Regions from separate parts of the Rattus norvegicus genome. Here region 1 is linked to region 2. A link is a contact called in public Hi-C data. All regions are on one chromosome and are shown on one strand. Each heading gives the region's core, a stretch centred on a gene start, on an enhancer-like site or on the middle of the called end of the contact. The rest is flanking DNA. Distances are from core to core; before and after follow the strand shown. Region 1 holds the start of Sorbs2 (sorbin and SH3 domain containing 2). Region 2 overlaps Sorbs2 (sorbin and SH3 domain containing 2).

Evidence for each region. A called contact is a pair of places that touch in the nucleus more often than the background predicts.
Region 1: a Hi-C map of Schwann cells shows a contact between it and region 2, with 5 times the contacts expected there. The contact joins the promoter of Sorbs2 here to the enhancer-like site in region 2. A contact is called at or near these places in 2 of 12 Hi-C or Micro-C datasets (Schwann cells and frontal cortex) and 1 of 1 datasets of contacts at active chromatin or transcription factors (oligodendrocytes).

The regions. Positions count from the first base shown.
Region 1 is chr16:53,357,122-53,363,893 of GRCr8, reverse strand. It overlaps Sorbs2 (sorbin and SH3 domain containing 2), which reads left to right and starts at 4,911. Exons shown (of 23, transcript NM_053770.3): 1 at 4,911-5,399.
Region 2 is chr16:53,211,442-53,218,812 of GRCr8, reverse strand. Sorbs2 (sorbin and SH3 domain containing 2) reads left to right here. Exons shown (of 23, transcript NM_053770.3): 12 at 340-454. Among named protein-coding and RNA genes, the nearest start is that of Pdlim3, 99 kb to the right of the region's middle. Within about 2 kb of position 2,807, at least 3 of the 93 cell types and tissues checked have an H3K27ac peak or open chromatin away from gene starts, as enhancers often do. A contact at or near this core is called in Schwann cells, where this site is marked.

The DNA of each region.
Region 1 (6,772 bases), core at 3,662-6,161, 140 kb before region 2:
GGAGGCTCTAGGGTAGGTGTGCCCAAGGACTATGTTGACCCAAGCAACAATGCTCTCATTGAGTTTTACAGCAAAGAAGGAACCAGATTAAGAAGGGGTTCAACTTGGGAAGCAGTGGGGTAAGTGGCTTATGATCAAGACACCAGGAAGCAGCAGATGCAGGGAGACGGCAAATTCTTTTCAAGAAAGTACAAGATATTCTCAATAGTTTTCACCAAAATAGTTTTTTAATAAGAACAACAATAATACCTTAGTTCATAGTTTATTGATCGTCATTTTTAACTTCACTAAGAAGTTGCGTGCCATCAAGTTGCCTTAACCTTAAAATGATTATCTATTCCAAGTGCTACGTTTTTTTTTATTTTTTATTTTTTTCCAAGTGCTATGTTTTATTCCATTAAAAAAAAAACTTGGCAACATGAAAAGAAAAGCTTGTTAAAGCTCTAGAAAAGTAGAAAGAATTGTGAAATAACATAAAAACATCTTTCACCTAAGACTCACAAGGTGTTAATATGGGGCATATTTGCACTGTTCTCATTTAGAGAGAAGTGATAGCTAATAGATAATGATAGATGATAGAGATCGATATATTGATAGATGATAGTAGCTAGAGGGCAAATAGATGACTGATACATGATAGATGATAGATATGATAATTGGTAGATATGTAAGTAGGTAGATAATAGACAGACAAAAGATGGATGATAGATATGGATGGATATATTTGTGTTATAACTTAGATCTTAGATAGATGATAATTAGGTGATAGGTAGAAGACAGATAAGTTAAAGATAATATAAACTTGTCGGAGGTATAACAGCTCTTGAAAGAATGACAGATCATGGATATTATATAATTTTATTGTTTTATCCAATATTATTTCTAAACATGTGCTGTATTTATTTTACTAAATAAATATAGTGTATTTATTTAGACTACACTGTATGGTAGTATATGCTTTCATAGAGAACATAATGTCTATGTGGAAATTCCTACCCTCACTCATCATTCTATTTCATAATGAACCACACCCAGAAATAGTGTATGTATTATCTTTTTATGTCAGTGGATACCTTATTAACTTTTAATAACATAACAAATGTAATCATGATATATAGAAATTTGAAACTACCTTATAGACATTTTTCTTAAAACTACACTGTGAGACAATACCTCAACAGAAGAAACAAGCAAAGCTGTTGGTAAGAATTTCACAGAGGTGGTGATTTAAAAGATCTCCAAATGAAGAGATGTTCAATTTTGTTAGTGACTAGAGAGACACAAAATAAAACGGTAGTAAGTGATGATTTCACAGGTACTACCCCGGCCAAAATTTGAAAACTAGATGACAATGAGCATCCTGACTAGTGAGACCAAGCAGGGGTCATCATCTCACAATGAAAGATGAGCTAGAAAGGCCAGATTTGCCTCCTAGAAGCTTGTCTATAGCAAGTTCTAAATGAACACTTTCACAAGAAGAATAGAATTGCAACGGATCCATAGGACAAGAGAGATGTTGGTAGGCCTACAGAGTTTGAAGACAGAGGTTTTGATATAAAGGAAAAGCCAGTGAGGATCCAAGCCTTACACAGAACTGCACTTAAGAAGCCCTCTGCAGCATTGGGTTCAACATCAGCAGATTCAATCCATTACCAATAAAAAACTTGCAAACTGCTTCTGTGTGGTGTGATACACAGTGGTACATACCTATAATACTAGTACTTAGGAGGCAGGGGCAGGAAGATAAAGAATTCAAATTCAGCCTCAATTATGTATCAAATTTGTGTTGGATAGGATTGCATTGCTCTGAAGAGACACTAAGACCACAGCAACTCCTATAAACAAAAACATTTCACTGGGGCTGCCTTACAGTTTCAGAGTTTAGTCCGTTATCGTCATGGCAGGCAGCAAGGCAGCAGGCAGGCAGGCATGGAGCAAGAGAAGAAGCTAAGAGTTCTACACCTTGATCTGCAGGCAGCAGGAGACCGCAACCCGTAGCTTGAGCATAGGAGACTTCAAAGCCCACCCCCACAGTGACACACTTCCTCCAACGTGGCCACACCTACATCAATGAGGCCACACTTCCCAGTAGTGCCACTCCCTATGAGCCAAGCATTCAAACACATGGGTCTATGGGAGCCATTCAAACCTATTGAATAGGGAGACCTATTCAAACCACTACAAAATTCAAGGTCACTGGAGTCTAATGAGACCTGCCTCATTAAAAAAAAATGTATCTAGACTTCTTAACACTATTTTCTAAGTAATATAACACAACACACATAGCGTTTACATTGAATTAGATGTGGTCTATATGGTAACATGCAGTTTTGTATAAAGGACTTGAACATCTGATGGTTATGTTATCCTTGGTGAGAGAGGGTTGTCCTGGAACCAGTCTCCAGTGTTAATAAGGGACAACTCTTTAACTACCAATAAAGATGAATACATGACAACAGGGGTCAAAAAGTATCAAAGGATTGGTTTCCGTTCCTACCAGCTTTCTAGTCCCATGAAATATGGGGATTTCAGCCCCTCTTCTTTAGAGAAATAACTATTTATGGCCTAATGGAGTAGGAGGTGCATGATAAAGGAAGGAGACCCTTTGTATCCCCCCGAAAAAAAGACTAATGGTTTCCATACCCAACTAAGCAATCATGTAAGTAGAATAAAGACATTTTCAGACATAATATGAAAAAAGCCATACAAAAGACCCAAAATAACCTTGACTGTTTGTTGGTATCTTTTATAAAGTATCAACATTTAATTAGAATCACGTCCATTTTCCTGAAATGATTGCATCCATTAATGTTTGAAAATGAGTTAAAATGCAGGATTCACATGAAATCTTACAATGCTGTAGGATATCATTCAATATCAAGGAAACTACACATAGCAGTTTATCCTTGTAGTCACAGCTTTTCAATAGACAGAGGCAGAATTCCTTCCGTTCAGAAGTTGAGTTCAACCTAGGCAACACAGTTAGATCCCATCTTAACATTCAAGAAAATATATGTATTGAGAAGCTGCAGTATTCAAGTAGAGAAGGCAATAATTAATGGGCCGGATTGGCCGGATCAAGCAGTGGCAGAGAAAAATCTGTTAACGAGTAAAAAGGCACAACAGGTCTTCAGACAACAGAGACAGATCCCTGCACAGTGGGGCCACAGAGGTGAGCTCTGTTTGAGAGTGCCACTGGTGAGTGGTCTATTTGAGCAAGATGTCTTCTGAAGGATAAAGAGACAGCTTGGACCTAAGGTTAAAGATGCTGGATGGTGGGTTCAGTAAAGAAACTTTCGGGGTTGGGGATTTAGCTCAGTGGTAGAGCGTTTGCCTAGCAAGCACAAGGCCCTGGGTTTGGTCCCCATATCTCAAAAAAAAAAAAAAAAAGGAAAAGAAAAAGAAGAAGAAACTTTCAGGAACTAGAAACATTCAGGAGTCCAGGAAGCCTTTATGCCACTCAAAATGTGGACATTTGGAATCGAAGAGTAGACATGCTTGAGGAATTGTAGTGTCCAGTTCAGAACTAGCAAAACCTGGTGACTTAACAGAGGAAAACTCCAGTGACCATATAAAATGTGGGAGTCTTGCCAAGCCAGAAGGGTCCACTCACTCCTTCTAACTGGACATACTGATCCTATGTGGCTCAAAGATGAATCTGCTTGGACAGGAGAGGAAACAGGATTCCCTAAATCTACATTCACAGAATTCCTGTCATATTGATCCTGGGAATGAGGACAGAAGACAGGAATGTTAACTTGGGCAGGAAAGATGCAATCCTCACGAAATATAAATCAATGTCTCCTAGCAAACAAAACTTGTCTGTTTACAAGTCCAAAGTGTTAACACACCATTTCAAACTGATTGCTAGAAGCAAAACTAAGGAAGACACTGCGTTGAGAATATATCAAATTGAATATGACTGGAGACAATCCTTAAAGCATAGAAAGGGCTGTGGGGGGGGGGGGTTAGAGATTTAAATTGTTAATGGCATTAACCGTGGAAGATTCCCCAAGGAGGTGGGCTTTTGAGAGAGTGTGGAATGCAATTCAAGCTACTCCTGCCTCGAAGGGAATGCTTAAATTCTCAAAGGATTTTTCATTTGATATATATTCTTTCAAAGCATTTTTAAATTAAAGATAAAGTATAATTACATTAAAGAGAATTTCCTACAGAAACTGCAATAGAACTTTTAAAAGTTCTGCTTTAGACTGCGTAACGTGATAAGTGGACCATTCAGAAATACTAAACGAGCTCATCTGACTAGATTATTATATTGACGATATATAACACACAAGTCAAGGGGCTTTATTTGAATTAAGTTGGCTATAAGATTGTCATTGGAAAAAAACAGGAAAACAAAACAAAACAAACAAACAAACAAACAAACAAACAAACAAAAAAACCCAGCCATCTCATGTACCAATCTCCTTCCAGCCCCTTCTAAGGTCGAACCCGGTTTCACCCATGGTTCCAATTAGCGCCTCTCCGGCGATATGCATATTATTAACCTGGATAGAGAAGAATACAGCCTTGCTTCCTTGATCGTGTCACACTGTAACACTGACATATACAACAAAAGTTCCCTAGAAAAGCAGAGGGGGCGGGGTGAAGGCCCAGGGCGCTTGCGCTCTAGGTGAAACATTTAGGAAGGTAACAGAAGCTGCCTTCCTTCGAAAAATGATGAGTTTAATTTAAAAAAAAAAAAAGGAATTAACAAGCTGTGTCGTGCGCTGCACATGATCAGCCATGCTTGCTAAGTCTGTCTGTTGGCTGTTGCTATGGCTACGGAAAGCCCGTGGAACCCAGTGAGCTGTCTGCAGAGGCGCTGAGAGGACCAGCCATTTTACTTAGGGAAAGCAGTGTGGCATAAAGCCTTTCTGTGGAGGAAGCATTTTTTTGAAAAAAAGAAAAATCTTTGGAGAGAAGAGAGCCACAGTGAGCACGCTAGTGCACAATTATTGCAGCCACGTGTGCCCGCAAGCTGGCCCTGCGACAAGCTGTTGAGTGCTGTTGCAATTAGCTGATTGGAGAACGGGGACTGCAGGGTGATAATGCTGCGTCTCCGCTCGCGGGCACCAGGAAAGGGTTTTGTCTCGGGAAGGCAAGTCTTCCCTGCACAGTTATCTCAGCAGCTCCCTAGCTGAAGAGAACTGGGGGCTCTAAAGGGAGGGGGTCGCACTGTGCGAGCACAGATTCTGTGCCAGGCTGTTGCTTATGAGCCGCAGGTCTGGGAAAGCAGGTGTGTGCTCGGACGGGCACTGGGCTGGAACGCAGGCGGCGGCTCTCGGGTTCACCTGCTTCCTGTTAACAGACTGTTGGCTCACAGAGCATCTGCTCTTACACGCTGAAGCTGCGGCTGAGAAAGGGGTTCCCGGCATCCCACTTGACTGACGGAGGTAAGCCTTTCAACCCTCTTTTGAAAGCTCAGCATAAAAAAAAATTAAATTGAAGCAAAACTTAACCAGAAAAAAAATCTACATTGATCGTTATGATCTGAAATTAAGGAGGAGCACACACACATTACTTCCACAAATTGGTGCCTCAAATACAGAGTTAACTCGGTGAGTTGAGGTTTCAGAAATTGTATGCTAAAGAAAAAAAAAGCGCCGCTGTTCTGCGTTAGGATTTAAAATAAATATTTATCGTTTTAACAAACTATCCTGGCTTGTCTTTCTGGACAGACCTGATAGCCAATAACCTTTCTGTCCGACAGAACAATGGATTCTTTTGTGACTTGCCCTTTGACACGTTAAAAGAACTACACAGTAAACCAGCAGAATGCAAGCTGTGGAACATTTATTTTTAATCCTCATAAATGTTTTAAATCTTTATACCTTTATGCACACCTTTAAAGTCAGGAATTCTGTTCCCTATATAGGTCATAACAGCCCGTGGATTTTGTACTTGCTTATTGTGGACTGAATGGCCCGGTGTGCTGTTTGATTTAGATCCGGGGCAGTTAGAGAGCAAACAGTGTAGGTATTGGGATTTGCTCACACCTCCTCTCCCAATATCCTGCATGCCAGGCTGCCCCAGAGCACAACACCCCCATTGTCCTCCCGAAACTCAGAATCCAGGGAAAGAAAAGAGATGGAGTCTTTGCACTGAACTCCAGTGCTGCTATAGGATGCGGCAGGGAAACTTGTTTTCTTGCCTAATTTCTTTTGTTTTCACAAGTAGATAGATTTCACAGGACAGTGAAACAAAACATGCCACATACTTCCTACCGAGGCACACACCAATAATGGCAGTGATGTCTGCTGCTGGCCACTGGCTGCAAGTGGTGCAGACTTTGAATTGAATGGGGGAATTGCCCCTCAGTAAGCCTTGCTGTACTTTACAGTCTCTTAGGAACAAGCTGGTCCGTGGATTGAAACTGCTCAGCCAAATCAAACACCCCGGAGAGGAACGGGTCAAGGAATGAGTAAATTCCGCTTTAGCACCATTTCAGCCTTTTCTGACTCAGTCCTGCCGCTGGTGTACCAGGAATGTCTGATTAGTCATAATGCTGTTGAAAATAATAATAATAAAAAATTATTTGGCTGAAAACTTCTGTTAACACCGCTATCAGCTAAAGATGGAGTTTGCCACAAAATTCAAATAAATAGTTACCCAAGGTCTCTTTCCAAGAAGTAGTTTATTTTATCCTGTCTTTTTATGGCTAAATATAGATTGGATAAGGAGTCTCCCAGTAGCATTAATTGTGATGTCTTCACTGATGTATGTGAACAAGGATCACCTGTTTCGGGTGTTAGTCTAGCCTCAGAGG
Region 2 (7,371 bases), core at 1,558-4,057:
GAAAAAAAAGCGTGAAGAAAGAAAGGTGGAAGTATAAGAGATAGTTTTTTATAAGTCATTCATATAAAGCTAAACGTATAGTAATTTCATATATTTTTTTAGCCAGAGGGATGTTGTGTGAGGGTGTGAGGGTTTTGTTGGGGTTTTTTGTTTGTTTGTTTTGCTTTGTTTTTAAATCTCTCAGGGCTCAGGAAGAAAACCGCTTGTTGATTAAGCCTGAATATCTCAATCCATAGACACACACCTACACACACTAAACCAGTAAAGTTCTAGTAAAATTAACCTTGGCCATGGTGGGATCTCACGGTGCTTTCAATGTGGTTTGCTGTTCATTGACAGGCATGACTGGGATCCCCCAGACAGAAAGGTGGACACCAGGAAATTTCGATCGGAGCCAAGGAGTATTTTTGAATACGAGCCTGGGAAGTCATCCATCCTGCAGCACGAAAGACCCGTAAGCACTTGTCATTGATCCAAGAGCCAGCTTGCTAGGCCACAGGGGTCCCGAGTGAACCTGAATCTTGTCCCATTTATTTATTTGACACTGTCGAGAAACTGTCTTTATTTTTAGCCATGATTTGCATATCTTGTCTCTGAACTGAAAGAGGTGTTTTAGTAGCTTATAGGCAAGCCTCATCACCATTAGCTCTGCTAGCTGTGCCTAATCACAGCACTCATGCAGGAAATGCTGCTCTGCTATTCTATCGTGCCCGTGAGGAAAATCACGAGTCTGCATCCGATGTACAGACCCAGGCAGATGAACCCCTTGACTTCTATGTTGGATTCCTACCCACTATTTAGCTCACTAAAGAGGAAATCTTCCCCAACACACTTCTCATAACAAGTCATTTAATTGGTTTTTATTAAATCCCTCTCAGGTTACCTCGAGCCTCAAGCTTCCATTTTACTGGATCAAGACCGTATTGTTCTTTATAGTCTGTTTTGTTTATTTGAGGGACATACAAAGTAAACAGGGTATGGACTTGGAAAAGGTCACTTGCCTCCAATTAAATCTAACAGCAGCTTCTTCCCTGGCCCTCCTTCCTGTTTTCTTCCCTTGTTTGTTTCTTGGAGATCAGTGTCCTCAAGACCTCCTTAAAACTCTGCAGTTCCCCTGTATGTCCAAACTCCATCCCACATAAACCGGTTGGTATTGCCTTTGTGAGTTCTTCCGGCTCACACACCACCATCACACAGTGCAGAGAGGGCAAGGTTGGCCCTGAGATTTCGTTGGGCAGCCTTGACCATGAGTAACCTCGATTTAGAGTGGAAAATCCTGATTTAGAGTTGGAATGCCACCCTGTGTTTTGTGGCTGTGTTCTTGAGTCTGTTCAAAGATCTTCCAGTCACACAATTCAACTGCCTTTCTTCAAAGAATTCAGATTTCATTGCATGGTAAGGCTGCAACAGAGAGACTGCAAGTGAGGGGAACATTACTGATCCCAGGATCTGGATTTTAACCCATTCCCTAAGTGGTCTGTTTGAATATAAAGAAAGTGAAATTTCCAAACCAAAATTCAATGGAATATAATATTACTCCTGAAAATTTTTATTAGATTAAATTATAATAGGACTCTAATGATTCATGAAGCTCTTGGGATTATGGTATGACTAAAGATAAGAGATGTCTTAAATGGCCAAAATAGAAACACACCTAAAGAATTCTCCTTGTTAGAGCTCATTTTTAGGGTCCTTTCATTGTGGCTGATATTTCCACAACCCTTTGGGTGCAAGCTTTGAAGGCTCTCTGGTTTAATCTACTAATAACAATAATCATAATGATAGCACTACATGCTATAACTAATAATAGTTTCTTTATCTTCTGAAGCCTTCCCAACAACCCTATAAAGTAGATGCACTAACTTCCTCCTTTACAGATCAAGAGACTGGGGCAGCACTCACCAAACGCCACATGGCCACGTAGCTAGCATGTGCTCGAACCAGTCAAGCAGAGGCAGATGTTTGCGTGGCTTCCCCACTACCATGTCGTCTCCTCTGAACAGGAAGCCTTTGGCTACTAGTACTCACCATAATTTATTTGGTTGCTTTCAAGTATTGTATAATTAGTGGCTAACTTAGAAAAAGTTCATGTTGCTTACTTTACCAGAAAGCTGGGTTCAGAGTAGTTATAATGCAAGATGCGTATTCTTGACTGGTCCAAGAGGATAGGGCGGTCAGAAGCCATGAGCATGGGCAGAGATTCTGCTCTGAATAAACCTCTTCCGCCACAGGAAAAGATGAATGGGAGGAACTGGCATCTTGGAAGGAAATGAGAACACAAGGCGTACTTTTTTTCCTCTCCGAAACTATTTTATTGGGAGCTAGAGTTATGGCAAATGATATGAGAGAGTTAGTGATATAATTTTGGCCAAGCCTTGTTAAATTATTGTTTTTATAGGATTAGACTATTATCTTCTTTTAAAAAATCAATCCTGAATTTATCCCACTTTAAATTGGAACAAAAAAACGAATACAAAACAAACCAAAGAGCCAACTGGGCGAGGGTATTTGAGAACAGCTGAGTGTCTTGAAGGCTTGGACTGCAGGAGAGAGAGGGTGGCTTTGCTAACTGAGAGAAGCATGAGTCTCAGGGCCTCATGACGGCATCTTCTGACTTTTTACTCAGGTATTTTGAGAGAATCCCTTTGTTCTCTTCAGTTCTAATTTTTGAAAATGGTAAACAAGCACTAGGCTGTTCTATGCTGTTCTCCTTGATTTCCAGCAAGCCTGTCAGCTTCCCTATATTCTTGGATCCCCTTCGCCCTCTATGAGCTTAACATTCCTACTCACAAGGAGAAATGTCACAGCCCATCCGGTCCACAATTGTCCATTGTCTGAGTTGACACGGCCCATTCATTTCCCTGATTAGTAAATCCACCATTTCTTTTTTAAAAGCCTAGCAGTCCCACATTTTCTCTTGACTTTTTCTTGTCTCTGGAGACATCCTTACCACGCACCTGTCCACCTGCCTGGGTCCTCACCTTGACTGACATAGTATCACTTATCTTCCACACCCAACTCAATGCCTGGCATGGGGTACCTAGGTAGTGAATACCTCCTTGAGCAACTCAGTGAATAGAACTGATGTTACCTTTGCAGTTGGTGGATAGAAGATGGTGAGATCGAATCTATCTGTGAGGCCCAGTGAGTCTCCATCACGATGCACAGATGGAATTCACAAAAATAACTTTAGCTCACCTTCTATGAGGGAACAATTCTGCTTAAGCAGAACTCCTCATGCCCTGGGGAGGTCACGGGGGATATTTCCTTCATCCTATTTTTTACCAGAAAGACAAAAACCAAATGCATTTCTTCGAAGCTCATAAATATTTATTTGATTATAAAAGCTATAAAAATCTGAGATGTTATAGCTGATGGTTTGACCCGTGAAGAATTATCCCATTACACAATAGTATTTTCTGTGAACCAGAAAGCATAGCAACCCGTGCCTTGACGCTTAAAACCCAATGAGCATTTACAAGAACAAACTCCCGGGGTCTCTGGTGTGTTAGCACACAACATGTGCATCCAGCAGGAAGACTGAGAAGCAGCAAAAGGCTTTTAAGTTTGGAAAACTTTTAAAAACCACGCATTCTATGGAGCTTTTAAGACCAATCCCATGTGAGTCCTGGTGCAAGCTCATCTTAAGCACTTCTCACTCTGGAGATGGATGGTTTGTGTGAGCAGAAGGTTGCTAGGCTTGTGAACTGACAGAAAAAAAACAGAGTGAGGAGACGTCCATCGGAAGCTGCTCTCTTGCCATTACAAGAATTACTCTGAGAGGTAGCTGTCCCCTAGTGGATTCCTATGAAGAAGAGGAGTTTCTCTGATGTGAGGGAACTGAGGGAGCACTGACAGAGATCCTACGCCTATGCTTCAGTTATCAGACAGTCTGTATATGTGTCACTGACTTTATAGCGTTTCTGGGCCTGTAGGAGCCATTCTGGATTGATACAGAACACATCCAATTATTGTATAACTAAGATAATCAACTAGACAATTCTAGTTCTGGCGTCTCCTTTTTGGGGGTGTCTATTTCTTAAGGGTTATCTTGTTGAGGTTATTTGTCTTATGTTCTTTTGAGATAAGGTTATTCTGTGCAGTCCAGGCTGATTTCAAACTCGCCATCCTCTTCCCGCTGGCTCCTAATACCAGCAACTGAAGTGTGTGCCCGCCCACCCAGCCAGTAAAGCCAAGGCTCTGTTCAAATGGGTACCCCACACTCCATTCCAGAACTGCTGAGGGTGACACGGTGCAGTCTGGGGGACTTCCTGTGCTACTATCTCTCTGTACAGTTTTTAGCAAGTTGTTCACTCTCTGTATTGAAGCTTTAATAAGTTAGAACCCTTTCTCTCTAATGAAATCAATATTTTCGGGGTTGGAGCACAATGATAGCTCTCTGCTCCTTTCCCCAGATTCTATTACAGAAACGTACCCCCACAACGGAGAATGTGGACCATCAGTTTGTGGTTGATTTTCTTTTAAGTCAAGGCCAAGCTAAAAAGCTTGTCTATTGATTTAGTAAGTTTGCCCCCTAGTGTTCACAGTGTTTTGAAACAATTTTTTTCCCCTTTAATACTGGTTCTCAACCCTTTAACACAATTCCTCATGTTGTGGTGACCTCCAACCATAAAATTATTTTTGTTGCTACTTCATAACTGTATTTTTGCTACTATTATGAGTCATAATGCAAATATAAATGTTTTCCAATGATCTCAAGAAACCCACAGGTTGAAAACCACTGTTCTGACAAATTCCTATCTTCCCTGAGCACAATAAAACACTCTAGTTGGATGTAGGTCATCCCAACAGTAGCTGAGAAGAAGCCTTTTAAATAGACACTTGATATCCAGCAATAGAAACTATAGAGTTTGAGAGAATTCCAGGTTTCTCTTCTGTTAAGGAGACAGTATAGCTCTCTGAACTATACAAAACTTACTGACCAACCCTCTCTAATGTTAACTGGAGATAAAGGTTCTAACAATGTAATCCTATGAAATAATTATATGTTTCAGGTGGCTTTGTCTAATAATTGAAGAAAAGTAACATTTTTATCGCTAACAAAATTTTAACGCTCCTATAACTAGTGGATCACAAATTTTAATTCAATGGGAAGTAGCTATAAATTCATGTCTTTCTTTTAAGCCAGTGGGAATTGGTTACCGGGAGGTATTCTTTCTAACAGATTTCACTGTTAATTTTGAAGTAGAAATCAAAGGTTGGGGGCTGGGGATTTAGCTCAGTGGTAGAGCGCTTACCTAGGAAGTGCAAGGCCCTGGGTTCGGTCCCCAGCTCCGAAAAAAAGAACCAAAAAAAAAAAAAAAAAAAGAAATCAAAGGTTGACATAAATTAGAGTAACTATCTCAGAGCTTCCACAATACTGATCATTCTGATCGAATATTAGCCTCTTCAATAGTTTTAATTATGGCAAAAATAAGCTCATAATCAAATACTCAATACTAAAAGTAATATTAAATTCTTAAAGGCACTTTTCAATGCCTGACCAACAGTGTAGTATTTTGTATGCACATTCATTCCTGTACGTGCCCATCTGGATACCCGCTTTGGGATGCCATCAACCACTGTACAAGCGTGCCACTGTGAAGTGTATTCACTTGTCATTGGTCACAGCAACTCTCAGCAATTCTGCAGTCTTTATAATCACTACCATTAATACACTGCAGAAACTTGGTCTCTGCACTGTTTTCTTACGATGCCTCCAACGTTTCTATCATTGTAATGACAAGAAAACACTACAGTAGTATGTAATGGTATGTAATATTATGTAATGGCATGTAATAGTATGTAATAACGATGAAATACTCCAATGTTTCACTACTACTAAGCTCATGAGAAAATGGTGTCTTTGTTAATGTGGTATATTCCAGTGCCCCAGCATTATGGGTTATAGAGCTACTCAGTGGCAACCCTTGAGCTCCTTAAGAGTTCTAAGAGAATATTATGGGATTGAAGTGGTGGGTGTTTAGCAGCCCTCCTGGATGGTACTGTGGGCATCACAGCTTTTCTATTCATTGGCACAAATGGCTTTTAGGGAACCAAGTAACTTTCCTTAGAATTTTTCTGACTTATTATGCAATGCAACTATACATATTTAATTAGGGACATGGGAGATATCAAAGACATAGCTATGGACACATTCAGTACTTTGAGCATCATTTTATAGAAAAGCAACCACCGTGACACCATCTAGCCTGGTATGTATCATAAAAAAAAAATTAAAGGTTAATGTTAGCTCGGTTAAGGAAAGGCTGTGCGTCTACCTTCTACTGCTAAAGTAATTGTGCTTGTTTTTCTCAATGTTCGTGTTAACAACCCAAGCATTTCTATCTTAAACCCAACATTCATAAACCCCTTGAGATGCAAGTCAGTTACTCCCCATACCCTCCCTCCCCTACCCACTAAGGGTAATTTAGGTGCTAAGCCTAATTTTACCCACACCCTCCTTAGGTTCCAAGTCAACAGGGGGAGATTGAATCACAAAATGAGATATTTCTTCACTTTTGGAGAGACTTGTGACCCTCAGGTCTTTGGTATGGTGGGCCATTCATAAGAGATCTGCTTTCCACAGTAACCCAAGCCACAGCACCAACCTGAAATGTTAGTCTCCAGGACTAACATCAGCTGGTACCCTCCAGGTTCCATCAAGAGCCCCTGTCTAACGAACCAGTGTTTCCTCACCCCTCTCTCTTACAGCCCCCTCTCCCAACAACTCCGACACCTGTTCCCAGGGAACCCAGCCGGAAGCCTCTCCCAGTGTCACCCTCAACAGATGGCCTGCGTAGCCCTTCCCCTCCGCCCAGGAGCTGTGTCCCCGCACCCCGTCTGAGTGCCCCAGATCTCTCTCCCACCGGGGTGAGCGCCTTCCTTCTTCACCCTCTCTCATGCTGTGGGGAAGCTGAGCTCAGCCTTTGTTCTGAGGCTAAGGCAAGGTCAGATCCCTGTCCCTGCTGGGGTTCTTCCTGCTCCTAGACCGTACTTCTCTCCCAGACACCCTCAGCTCCACCATTCCATGCTCCAGCCTGCCCCATCTGCAATGTCTGCACAATGCAGACCACTGCTGCCACTGCCGGTTACCAGTTTCGGGACAGCAGACTGAGCAGTCCAGGAGAGCCCTTTGGTGCCTGGGTTGGACATATCTTCACAAATTGTTGTGCCTATTGTCACATCCCCATTGTCACAGCCAGGATAGCTTCCCTAGTTCATGCATCAGGCCAAAGATCTAGCAATGGTGGCTATAGGGATCCCAGTGACGCCATGGCCCTCATTTGCATATCCTCCTCGTACTTCACTTCCTCCATTCTGTCCTGCCGAGGTTTGTTGGATGGGTCCGATGCATGTTTGCGAGTGGAT